3 separate regions of the Rattus norvegicus genome follow, and all the other regions are linked to region 2. The links are chromatin contacts, called in public Hi-C maps. All regions are on one chromosome and are shown on one strand. The core of a region is the stretch at or near the end of the contact, and the rest is flanking DNA. Distances in the headings are between cores, read along the strand shown.

Region 1 (3,993 bases), core at 1,268-3,767, 200 kb after region 2:
GGACTTTATCATACTTCTCTGGTTTCTTTTGGATATATACTGCAGGGATGAAGACCATGGATCTGAAAGCTGGATATACCAGTACATGCCTACAATCCCAGCTTTTTGGAGGTACAGCACCCTCAAGCTGTATGGTGAAATTCAGGCCAACTTGCCTACATCAGACTCTGTTTCAACTCCTACCTCTCCCCCACAAAAGAGAAACCACATACAGTTTAAGTTCTAGTTCTGTGATAGCTGAATTACTACAGGCAAACTACTTTTCTTCTTAAGCCTAATGATTGGTGACAATAGTGCCCAATCTTCATAAAACTGCTGAGGACATCAAGAAAATACTTGCTTACTAACAAATACCACAAGTATTGTGTGGGCACCTACTATATGTTATATGCTACTAGCTTGGGATACACTAGCAACACAAAACCTAAAGAGTCTCCAGATGATAATCCATGCCCTATGTCACTTGTGTTAATGAGAAATTTGGTAGCTTTTGTTTCAATGGGATGACAGTTTGCTAACCTTTGCTTCTCACCTGTAATCATGAATAATTACTTTTGATCAAGAATGTCTATGAAGGGGCTGGAGAAATGGCTCAGTGGTGAAGAGCACTGACCGCTCTTTCAGAGAACCCAGGTTCAATTCCCAGCACCTACACTGCAGCTCACAACTGTCTGTAACTCCAGTTCCAGAGGATCTGATACCCTCACATAAACATACGTTCAGGCAAACACCTATGCACATAAAATAAGAAGAAAAATCTTAAAAAACACAACAAAACGAAACCAATGTCTTTGACATGGATGAAAAGGAAAACCTCAGCTTTTATACTTACCCAGACTTCTGCTAAAGTAAATTTACGTACCATAGATAATGATATATATTTCATTTCAGTAAATAAGTCATCAGGAAATGCTGCGATCACTTCTAAACCATAGTAAACTAACACTAAAATGCACTAAACTGAATACACGTGATAAAGACATTATAAACACCAATACAGTCAATTTCACAAAGCAGTACACAATGGAAAATGCAGATACTTTAAGCAGAACAAAGTAAAGGATTCCCAAGGGGGGTCTATAAACCAGAAAAGTAATCATAAAGTAACCAAGTTAAAAGATTAAGTAATGTTTCGTTCAGACCTGAGCCAGACTTTCCACTGCAATATCAAAATATATCTTGCCCCGGTCTTTGCTGATTCTGCAGGATGACTTCAATTTCTCTCTCACTTCATCTGCAGCTGTTTGCTCAAACCCAGTAGGTACAGTGGCTCCAATGGTGACTTGGAGATGCTCAGACTCACTTCTGATGCCACTTTCTATCAAGGGCACCGGCTTCTTGTTCTCATGAAGGTTCATATCCAAGTGTTCTCTGGTAGCTTCTTGAGTGTCAGACATGATGGAAATGTTTCTAAAAGGTCTAACGGTTTCTAAAGGCAATACAGAAAAGAAAAAAGAAAAAGAATGCAGTCTCTTTTTATATTTCAATGTACGTACCAGAGTTAAAACTGTCATATAAATAAGGGCATGGATTACAGGCAATAAAACGTGATTAAACAAGCAATATACAGACTCATCAGGAGAAAAGACAAATCAAGAGTATTTCCACTGCATGCAGTACTTGGCTTAGGGTCATCTGTGTTGGTAAGCACCATCTTACACGTGCTAACATGAAAACAGAAGCTCCTGTATTGTCCTTTCAGCTTAGCAGTTCAGAATGTGAGGCGGTGGTGGTTCAGAGTTATGAGTTCTTGCCTACCACACTCCCAGGTTCAAATGACCCTAAAGCAAGTTAACCCTGCCTAGATTTGAACTGGAAACTAAATAGAACTCTTTCCCAAAGTTGGAAGGTTTTAATGAGAATAACACAGTAGTTCTAGACTAATGATCAAAACTTTTACTGTATTGGGGTGAGGTATTTATCCCACTCCCCCCGCCCCCCCCCCCCCGTATAGTCATGTGGGCAGTGACTTCCACTATCGAAACAAGATCTGAAAGCCTACTACATGGCGATGCTGAGATCCAATAATGTGCATTCCGGGGAGATCTTGGAAATATCTGAAGCTAGTAAAACGGTCTTCCTGTATGAATGTGTATGTAGGTCGAAGGGGCTGGATAGGTGTTACCGTGATGGAGGGTCCACACCTCCCACTAGATTTTCAAAAGCGTTGTGACTTAAGCTAACATCTTCTCTGTCCCTATGCTGTGCAAAAGACAGGACACAGAGGTTAAGGCGATTACACTGTGTCACTGTTCACCACTGTGAATGGAACTCCTACAGACAGGTAGGAGGATTGTGCGGACTGGAGGGAAATGTGCTTCTCACTCCCATCCTCGGTGAAGCCAGCCAGAGGCCAGACACTCCATCCTGGCACCGACCTACATAAAACTGTTGCTGTCCTCCCCTCCATCCCACCCACCGGGCCACTCCCACCCGCGGCCAGTTACCCGCTGCAAGCACAGACCCTTCCGGTCACCGCACCTGCGGGTTCAGCGCGCTCAGGGCACGCCGCCGGAAGCCACGTTGTCACCCCGGAAACGGAAATCAGGCCTTGGGGGTCAGGGTGCTCCCGCGCACGGCGTGGGCGAGTGTGCGCGTAAAGTTGTGCGCAGTTGGTTGCACTCTGAACCGGAACAGGAAGAGCGGCCGGCCGGTCCCCTGCCCGGAGGTAACCTCTGCGGAGGGCGCTCTCGTAGGGATCGCTGCATCATTTGTTGAGTTGCCTTTGCCTTAAGTAGCGAGCATTTGGATGAGACTGGGACTTGATTCCTTTTTTAAGGCCAGAGAAACCGAGTCTAAAGAGATTCTTTTCCCCCCCACACTCATTTTGCACAAAACTTTTTACTTGGAATTTGTTTTTTGAGATGGACGTCTCACTATGCAGCTCTGACTGGCCTGCTCGCCATGTCGACCAGGCTGTCCTGGAAATCACAGATATCCTTTGTTTGACTCGAGAATGCTGGGATTACAGGTGTGTGCCACCATACCCGACTTGATTTCTGAAAGGGCCAGCAAGCTGGGCTGTGACTAGAGTACAGCCAGAGCCTAGTCTGTGGTTTTCAAACTGCTTTTTTTATGTTGGCAGTTATTACACTATTTCATGTTTTTCCTTGTATTTCGAAGGTTATGTTTCATATATTTTAGTTACATTTACTTCATGTGTGTGGAGGGAGCTTGTGTGCCACACCTGAGGTCACAGGACAATTGCAGAAGTTGGTTCTCTTCCGCCATGTGGGTGCTCAAGTAATCAGGATTGGTAGCAAGTGCCTTTACCATCTAAGACGTCTCACCAGCCCCAAATGTAACATTTTAAAAGAGGCAACTTATAACACAACAAAAAGAGACAGCCGAATTTAAGAGGGAAAAAGCGATGGTGAAGAGATGGCTCAGTGATTAAGGCCTGCTCTTCCATAGAATTAAAGTTTGGTTCCCAGCCCTCACCCACATCAGGCTGCTCACAATGCCTGTAACTTCAGTTCAGGGGATCTGACGTCCGAGTCTGGCTCCAAGGGCACTGCAACACTGCGTGCATGATGCAAACATTCTCTCTCTGCCTCTCCCCTCACCTCACCAAATTTTTTCTTTTAGTTTTAAGTTTCAGTGGTGGCAGCAGCTATAGAGGCATGGAGCCACGCTGTCCTTATCAGCAGGGACAATGAGAAAGTTAAAACTAGATCCTTGCCTTGGATGCAGTGAGAAGGCTTGGAACCAGCCAGTATAACACAGTGTTGTAGTTTACTTAAAAAAAAAAAAAAAAAAAAGAGGTCTGACATAGATGGCCCAGCAGGTAAAAGGTGTCTGTCATCAAGCCTCACCCATTCTGGTCACCAATTCTGGTCACCCTGAATTCCATCCCCAGGACCCACATTGTGGAAGGAGAGAACAGGCTCCCATAGGTGGCCCCTGACCTCCACAAGTGTGCCACGAGAACCTTACCTTCATAAATAGATGTTTGGGGAGAGGGTGGAAGCCAGATAGTGAGGCGTACACCTT
Region 2 (4,514 bases), core at 1,762-4,261:
GAGCAGCAGAAGTTAAAGATCATTCTCTGGTCACACAGTGAGCACATGGTCAACTCAGGCTACAGGATACCCTACCTCAATAAAATGCAGTCTATCTTGATATGTCATCATTCCTTCTAAGTACACCTACTAAAGACAAATAAGATGGCACTGAAGTTGTTCTGAGAGCGGAAGTATGTCTGTTGACTTAGGTCAACAAAGTCAGACAGACAGCCGGAAGAGCTCCAGGGCTGGGACTCCCCACTTCTCATCTTAAGTTGTACCACTTGGCCAATCAAAGTCAACCCTTAAGTAAATAAAGATGCCAGGAACTAGCCCCACCTGGGGAAAGTGAGCATGCCCTGCCCAGGTTCCGGACCCTGGGGATGAGCCTCTGAGTTCTACCGGACATGCACACTACAGTCACAGGATGCTCACGTGTCTTTCTCTTTCTCAGAACTCTCATACTCCAGGAATACGATGTGGCGGGGGTAGTGGCCGCAGATATCACCATTCACATTTGGAATCACGCTGAAACAGTAGTCACGGCCAAATAGCTCCAGACATCTCTTCTCAATGAGTTCAACCTGCATAGAGAAGGAGACTTGAGCCTGAAAAGAATTCTTGGGTTCTGAGGTCGTGAACCATTAAGTGGCCCATGATACAAAGAGGCCACTGGAAGTAAGTGACATTATCATTCAAGGCTGGGAGGAGACATGATGCTGGGCCACAGGCTCGTCCATGTTGACTCACATGTGGTAAACTTCAGACGGTACCTAAACCCAACATCCACACCACACGTAAGACTGTGTGTAGTCAGTGTGGAGACATTCTACCATCCATGGGATGAAAGACTGTTTGTAGATGTGGTGGTACATACATGTACCCCAGCTGAAGGCAGAAACAGTAGGGTTAAGAATTCACAGCCAGGATGGGCTACATAGTAAGACCTTGTCCCAAAAACCAAAGCAACAGTAACTCTTGCTCTAGGTTACCACTGTAGCATTAACACATCATGTTCCTTTAACACCAGATGACTTTTTCTGTTCTACAGCCCCAGACTAGTATATGAAGCTCCAGTCAGCTGGCAGGATGGCTCACAACTACAATCCTAGTACGTGGGATGTTAAAGCAAGAGGATGAGGAGTTCTAAGCCAGTCTGGAGATAGATATATATCAAGATCATGTCTCAACAATTCCTACAAAAAGAAGCTCTAGTCAGCAAAATCAGTAAAAGCTGCAGACAGCTGTCTCTTTACATACCATCTGCTTATAAAACTGAAGGCAAGGCTCCCTCTAAAATTAATCCTGTTGTTCACAGTTCAGTGAAAAGCCCACTGGAAGAAAAGCTTATACCCTGTACCACATGAAGGACTTGCAGGGATCATGAAGCCTGGAGCAGTATTAAGACTGGTTGTGGTGAAAGCAAGGTTTAACTTGTAAAACTCTAATCTTCACAGACATTAAGAGGGAAGTGAGATCCATCAAAATCACATACACCTCCCATAACCACTCAAGAGATTCCCCTTGAAGTCAAGCATGGTAGCTCACAGGTGTATGTAGTACTTGGGAGGCTAAGGCAGGAGGATTATTAGTTACAACCCATCCTGGGATAATGACTGTGAGGCCAAGCCAGAGCCACAGACAAAAGACCATGCTTCAAAACACAAGATTGGTGATGTATCTCAGCTGGTAGAATGCTTGCCTGGCATGCATAAAAACCTGTGTTCAGTCTCCAGTACCGTATAAACCAAGCATGAAGGTAAACACCTGTAACCCCATCCCCTAGAAGTGGAGACAGGAGGATCAGAAGTGTATGACTGGCCTTGTTTGGATAAGTTAACAAATTTCTGCCTCCCCAGAAATTGTGATTAAAGAGAATCTAAGACCAGAAATCTTTGTGTTTAACAAGAGCTCCAAATGATGCTAAGTATAATCTGAAAGGTACTTGGTCATCTGGTGAGATAACACAACATCATTACTGATCTGTCTTAGGTTACCTCAGAGATTAATAGAAGATGCTCCCCTACAGCATGTCCCAGCCCCTAGGTAACCTCTGGGGCAATGCCAGTTTCATAGCCCAGTATAGGTAAAGCTGTCACACTGGGAAGAGAAAAGGGTAGGGTCTTCCAGTGCTGGGGTGAGTATGCTTCAACCACACCAGAAGCTTTCTTCTCAGGCCTGGTGATTAGGGCAGAGGGAAATTCCCAGGGTGGGGGGACAATGACAGGGACTTCTTTCTGATAAAAAGGAACAGAAAGGAGTGTGGGTTGTCTTATTGCTCTACAGGAAAGGAAAGGGAAGGGACTAAGTCATGCTGGCACCTTATATGGAGGTGACACACTCCGCTGTTCTCTGGGCTCCATAATGCCATATTACTTCAGGCACCTATTCTGATCTTGAGGGGTTTGCCTTTTTTTTTTTTTTTAACCTATTGGTAACACCTCCTAGGCTTACGAAGAGTAGTAGTCTTCTCTAGTTCCTATTGTCTAACCTTTGCACCTGGCCCACAACTCCGACCCTTGACCTCCAAACCCCTTGTCTAAAACACCCCCCCCCCAAGCCCACAAAGAGCCTGGGTCCTCCTCTTTGATGTTAAGCTGGATCCTTACTCTCCAAGTCCACATCCTGGATAAGGTTCCTCTCCTGTGCCTTTACAAGGAGGTCTCCTTCCAGCTCTCCTCCCATCCCTAATCACAGTCTTCCCTCAGTAACTCAGGCCAGGGACCAGTTCCAGGTCGTTGCACCTCTGGGGCTCACCTTAGAGCCGCTCTTCCCGCCGCTGTCCTTGGCACGGTACTGAGTCCGGGAGAACTCCTCCAGCAGCTCCCAGAGCCCCGGCTCCTGAGGCGGCGGGCTGCCTGAAGAGGCAGTGGAACCCGCCGAGGCGGCGGCGGCGGCCCGAGCACCCGCCATGCACAGCCTCAAGTCCCCTCAGGGCGCCTTCACCCAACCCATGGCACCTGAAGCTCGGACTCGGGCTCTAAAACCTCCTGAACCGACTCAGCCGCCGCCTTCTTCTTCCACTTCCGGCCCCGCCCCACCTCTCCGGATGTTTACTCCTGCCGCGGCCAATCAGAGACTGGAGTTCGTGCCCGGCCCACAGGTTCCCGGCCCACCCCTGACGCGGAGGGATCCAAATGGCCTCACGGCGGGGGCCGCGCTCCGCCCAAGGGGTTTCCCCCGGGGAAGCCGGGCTAAACCACTACGGCTGCGGGAGGGGGAACGGCAGGAACCATTGGAGCGAGGAGAGGAAGGAACCGCCAGAGGCCTGAGTTAGTGCTCACAACCAGAAGAGCTGCAAGAATTAAAACTGCGTTTCAAACAGCACTTTTCTTCCGCTGCTGTTATGGACGTCCCTGCCAGTATAGCGTGGCCCATCATCCTATTTATTGAGGAAGGTGTTTGAAAAAATGCCTTCTTTTTAAAAAAAATTTTAAAAGGATTTTCTAACAGGTGCCAGTAGGCAAACGCTGGAGGATGAAGCATGAGAATCAGGCTTTTGAGACTAGCCTAGACCACACCTTAAATTTTTTTTTTAAATGTTTACAAAAATGTAGATAATAGAGTAATGTTCTTTCATTTTTCTATTAGCTGCTTTCATCATTAATCAACACATGCTGATCTCCTGCTCAATGCTTCCCTGTCTAGGGAATTATATTTTATTTGTGTATTGGGCTGTTGTTTGTTTTGTTTGTTGTGGGAAATTATTTGTGATATAGCCAAGGCTAGCCTTGAACTCCTGACTCACCTGCCTCCACTTTTCCTGTGTGGAGAATCTCAAATGTCAGTACAACCCCCCTAGAAGGGTTAGTTTCAGAAGATAATGTGTGCTGTCTGCCTCCAAGTATCACTGTTGGGAGAGAAGGGGTCAAGGCCTCTCAATATTGTATATCTGAGGTAGAATTGCCCACATGGCCATCAGTCAGACAGTCGGTTAAGCTATAACTTACGTTCTAAGAAAACACTCAAAACAAAACTAATGCTATTGAGACATAGTAAGTTAGCATTGTTTCTTAATTAAAATATTCATTTTCTTAGATTTGCAAAGAAATCTAAGTGACACAAACCACAACCCCCACTGATTGTCAGTCACTCCTCATGTTCAATTAGGTGATCTTTGTCCTGAGTTCTAATACTGTAAATTAGTTTTCCCTTTTGAGCAGGATGGTCAAATAGAATCGAAATATGCATTTTTAATATTGTTTAGTCATGTCCTCTAAACTGTGATGATTATTCTTTCTTACAAACTTGGGAAAGGGATCTTCAATTGAGTAATGGCCTCCACCAGACTGGCCTCTGGGCATGTCCGTGGGGCATTTTCTTGATTGCTAATTGATGGAGAGGGAGGTGTCAACTTTGGAGAGGTGGCCTGGGTTGTGGATGAAAGCTGGCTGAGCAAGCCACAGGGAACAAGCTGGTAAGCAGTGTTTATTTCTCCACGGCCTCTCCTTCAGTTCCTGCCTGCAGGTTCCTGCTTGAGTTCCTGTCTTGCCTGATGGTCCTCGATCATGGGTTGTGACATGACAGTGTGA
Region 3 (4,159 bases), core at 497-2,996, 130 kb before region 2:
TCAGCAGTGGCTTCTAGCGACACCCTACAGAATCCTACTTATATGTCAACCAAGAAGAGGCAAAGCTGGAAAGGCAAAATTAGTTGTGTGGGGTGGCAAGCACCGTCGGAAAAGTGATAGACTGTTCTTTACCTCGATTGTGGCTACATGATTACCTTGTCAAAGTTCATTGAAAGAAATCCAAATTTTAGATGGCCAACCTGCACTATTTACCCTTTAGTGGCTTGAAGAAGTCGTACAATAAACTTGAATGCTTAAAAACACACAAAGCTAGCTCCTCAGCTAGACAGAAGGAAAACAGCTTTCACACTGAGGAATGAAACCAGTTAGGACCTAGGACACAGGAACAAGCTTAGAAAAGTAGACGACTTTTGAAAAAGAGGGTCTAATCTCGAAGTCTCTCCCTTGACAGTATTCACAGGAGCGCGACAAGCAGCCCAGCCTTCAGAACTCAGGTCATTAAAGCTGACCAGGGACAGCAGTAGGTAGAGACGGAACTTGCAGGGAACAACTGCACGGAACACCCACAGATACCAGAGCCGAGCATCCCCTGGAAGGGAAGGACCAGCGGCTATCAAAATTTACACACGTTAAGGTCAACACGGTACTGAACACCCAGGAAGGAGTCTGCATGGAGGCGACACAGAACCTTCACTGGGGGCTGAAAGGCAAGGCTTCCAGGAAGGCCGAGAAGGTAATAAGGTGAAGTGGACACTTGCTTTGAGGTACCATGAGACAGGCGGGGACAGGGGGCTGTACTTAGCGAATCTCTACCGTGGAGGGAGAGGAGGTCCCGTTGCATTCCTCAGCGGTCCTACTACCTCAACTGCAAGCCACCACCACAGGCCTAGCAGTCCCGTCTCCTGCCTCCTCCAAACTTCGGAGAGAGGCCATTCTTGCCCGGGATTCCCAACCTGGAAGCCTCTGGGCCTGCTCTGCCCTGGGAGAGCCTCCCAGCTCGCCCCTTCCTCCTCGCCTCGGTCCTCGCCCCACCCTTTGCCTCTCCATCCTCACTGTGCCCCCTCATCCCAGGGCAACCTCCAGTCGCAAGCCCTAGCAGCAAGCAGCATCTTCCCCAGACCCACAGCCTCTCCAGGCAAAACACAGGGAGGCCCCCAGCCCCTGGTCTCTCACCATCGCGGGCGCTGTCTGGGCCGGAAAGCGGAAGTGCGGAAGTGCCCGGCCCCGGGACGCCTGCCCTTTCCAGAGAGGCGCAGCCGCAGTCCCCGACAGCACTTCCGGGCTGGACCATCTCGGGCAGGACCAGGGAAGAAGAGCCGAAGGATGTTCAGATCTCTGAGGCGATTTCACGCTGGGACCGCTGGGACTTGTAGAAGATCTGCAGTGACATAACAGCAGTCGAGGCCCCTTGGGTCCCCACACGTATCCCTCCAGCGCCTTTAGCGCTTGGCGCTTTGGTTGTAGCCTCCCCCCGTGTGACAATAGTATGGCCCGACCTCAGGTTGGGCACCAAATTAGGACAGGCCGAACCGGAGAAGCCCGACGTTTCTTCCGGTGGTGCTCCCCTATCCTCTCCGGGCTCCTCCCATTAGCAACCCTAGGGTTCGGCCGGGTAGCCAGTCCCTTGAGATTTGAGCTCAGAGCCCCGCCCCAGCCCCGGGCTGCTTCCTAGCCCCGGTCTCCTCAGGCCTAGCATTCCACTTCCCGGAGATTCGTAGGTGGCCTTAGACCCCCCCCAGCCCCCACCCCTACAGGTCACTGTGGGCTGGCCGTGTCCCCGCCCTCGCGTCAACTGCAGGGGGCCCGCCCATAGCCAGTTCCGGAGCAGTTGCTCCGATCGCCCTGGACTCCCCGCCCCCTCCTGCGGCCCGGGGCCTGTAGGAGGCCGCAGAGAGGAGGTAGGAGAGGCGGGGGTTGTGTTAGGGGCTCCCTAGAGGACAAGGACCCTGGAGGCGGGATCTTGGGGCGACACACAGGTGGAGCCAGCCATTAAGCAGTCCCACTTCTGTGCCAGGCACTGAGCTGGGCACTTGACGAGCATCACTTCTTAATCCTCAGAACATTCCAGGGAGGTAGGTACTCTCGATGCCCCCATTTTACAGATTCCTACTTTTTAATGGGGAAATAGACTGAGGCATCATCTTTTGTCCTGGAAAAAAAAACAAACCCAAAAACCAAAACGGAGATTCAGGTTAAATAACATGTTTAGAAAGGCACATAAGAAAATGGCTGGAACTTAGTTCTGTCTGCCTAACCAGCCTGTGTTCCAAACTAGTTAGAGACATAGAGAAGGTGCAAAGGTGGAATGGAGTGAGGCAAGGAGAGGCCGGGAGAACCCCGTTAGATAGAAATGGCCCAGTATAGGAAACAGAGGACATAGGAAGGCAGAGCACACTAGTATCCCCTCTCCCTTAATGCTGCAGATTCGAGACTACAGTGGTTCAAATTGCAACTAGGAGGCCGGCCTAATCATGCAGGTTTGTACACCTAGAGACTTGGGAGGCTGAAGCAGGTGGATCATAAGTTCAAGACCTGCCTGTACAACTTATTGAGAGCCTGTCTCAATAAGAATTCATGAAAGGGGTGCTGGATGTAACTCAGTTTGGAGAATTTGTACCTAGCATGAACAAGCACTGTATAAATCAGGTGTGGTACATGCCTAGAATTCCATCTCTTGGGAGTTGGAAATAAATCCTTGGCTACACAGCTAGTTTGAGACCAACCTGGGTGCATACCTTTATCCCAGCACTCTGGCACAAGAGGCAGGTGCTTTCTGGGTGGGGGGTGGGGGAAGCTTTATGAATTTGAGACCATCCTGATCTATATAGCCAATGAGTACCAGTCCACTCAAGGCTACATGGTGAGATTTTTGTCTTCCCAAAATATAGGAGTGGGGTGGGGTCTGGAGATGTGTGAGACCCTGGCTTCATTGCTACCAAAAAAGGAAAAGACAGTAAATTGTAGCTAGGAGTCTAGGCATGGGTACATGTTTCTTATATTTTTGGTTGTGAGCCTAGCCTTTAACGGCTGAGCCATCTCTCCAGCCCGGGTACATGTTTCTTTGGAGTCTTTTTCCTTTCTTGGTCAAAAGAAAGAAAGAGACCAGGCGGTGGTGGCACACACCTTTAATCCCAGTACTCTGGAGGTAGAAGCCAGGTGGATCTCTGAGTTCAAGGCCAACCTGGTCTACAGAGTGTGTTCCAGGCCAGCCAGAGTTGTTACACAGAGAAACTCTGTCTATAAATAAATAAATAAATAAATAAATAAATAAATAAATAAATAGCATGGGAAAAGACCCCTGCTTAAGGTTATATGCATAATTCAGGCATAATCCAGTGAAGTAAGTCTGGCTTGGTGTACTGTCAGGCTCTGAACAGGAGCTTTGCCACCGTCCTTATCTATGAGGGTGCTAAAGCCTGGTGTCTTTGTTGAATCTCTCCCCATGCTACTTTGTCTCCTACCCAATGGCCTCCTCCTCCTCTAATTTTCCAGGGTCCCATCTCCTGGGCCATGAGTGAACTGAAGGACTGCCCATTGCAGTTTCATGACTTCAAATCTGTGGACCACATGAAGGTCTGTCCCCGGTACACAGCAGTGCTGGCCCGCTCCGAGGACGATGGCATTGGCATCGAGGAGCTGGACACCCTGCAGCTGGAGCTTGAGACCCTGCTGTCCTCTGCAAGCAGGCGACTGCGTGTACTGGAAGCTGAAACGCAGGTGATTCTCCAACAGGGGCATCACTAGAGACACAGCATGTCGAGTTGAGGATGGATCACCAGGTTCACATCTACTGAAGCTGAGGGATGGATGGGAAGAGAGACCCACATGGGGATCATGACAGAATAGTTAGCTCTCAGTGCAGATACCAGCAGCCAAGGATGCCATCCAACTGTACTTCAGAAGATGGACACTGCCCACTTGTGGTCCTTGACGTTCCCTGGGAGGTTTCTGAGATGCACCTTGATACAGTTAGTTGCATAGACAGGGCTCCCGGGTAGGTTGGGGTTTGAAATGAAGGTTAGCTTGTTCACCATCACCAAAATACCAGCCATCGAATATTCCCCAGGACCACCATGCCCTGGGGAATAACCTTATTTTTATTTTTATTTTGTTAATCTTCCTGCCAAACCATCTGTGACTAGCTTGGGTGGTGGAGGTGAATCAGAATGTAGACCTACAATTAAATTCATGTGAGAAA

Evidence for each region. A called contact is a pair of places that touch in the nucleus more often than the background predicts.
Region 1: a Hi-C map of the A7r5 cell line shows a contact between it and region 2, with 4 times the contacts expected there. The contact joins the promoter of Thumpd3 here to the promoter of Mtmr14 in region 2. A contact is called at or near these places in 4 of 12 Hi-C or Micro-C datasets (the A7r5 cell line, Schwann cells, mammary epithelial cells and 1 more).
Region 3: a contact with region 2 is called in a Hi-C map of liver, with 2.7 times the contacts expected there. The contact joins the promoter of Tada3 here to the promoter of Mtmr14 in region 2. A contact is called at or near these places in 2 of 12 Hi-C or Micro-C datasets (Schwann cells and liver).

Annotation. Positions count from the first base shown.
Region 1 is chr4:147,739,812-147,743,804 of GRCr8, reverse strand. It overlaps Thumpd3 (THUMP domain containing 3), which reads right to left and starts at 2,517. Exons shown (of 10, transcript NM_001170548.1): 1 at 2,482-2,517; 2 at 1,143-1,429. The coding sequence starts at 1,397. It overlaps LOC102548337 (a long non-coding RNA gene), which reads left to right and starts at 2,488. Exons shown (of 4, transcript XR_010065901.1): 1 at 2,488-2,668.
Region 2 is chr4:147,941,119-147,945,632 of GRCr8, reverse strand. It overlaps Mtmr14 (myotubularin related protein 14), which reads right to left and starts at 3,011. Exons shown (of 19, transcript NM_001107880.1): 1 at 2,740-3,011; 2 at 418-566. The coding sequence starts at 2,895.
Region 3 is chr4:148,074,907-148,079,065 of GRCr8, reverse strand. Tada3 (transcriptional adaptor 3) reads left to right here and starts at 1,746. Exons shown (of 9, transcript NM_001025734.1): 1 at 1,746-2,033; 2 at 3,454-3,678. The coding sequence starts at 3,472. It overlaps Arpc4 (actin related protein 2/3 complex, subunit 4), which reads right to left and starts at 1,167. Exons shown (of 6, transcript NM_001106615.2): 1 at 1,135-1,167. The coding sequence starts at 1,137.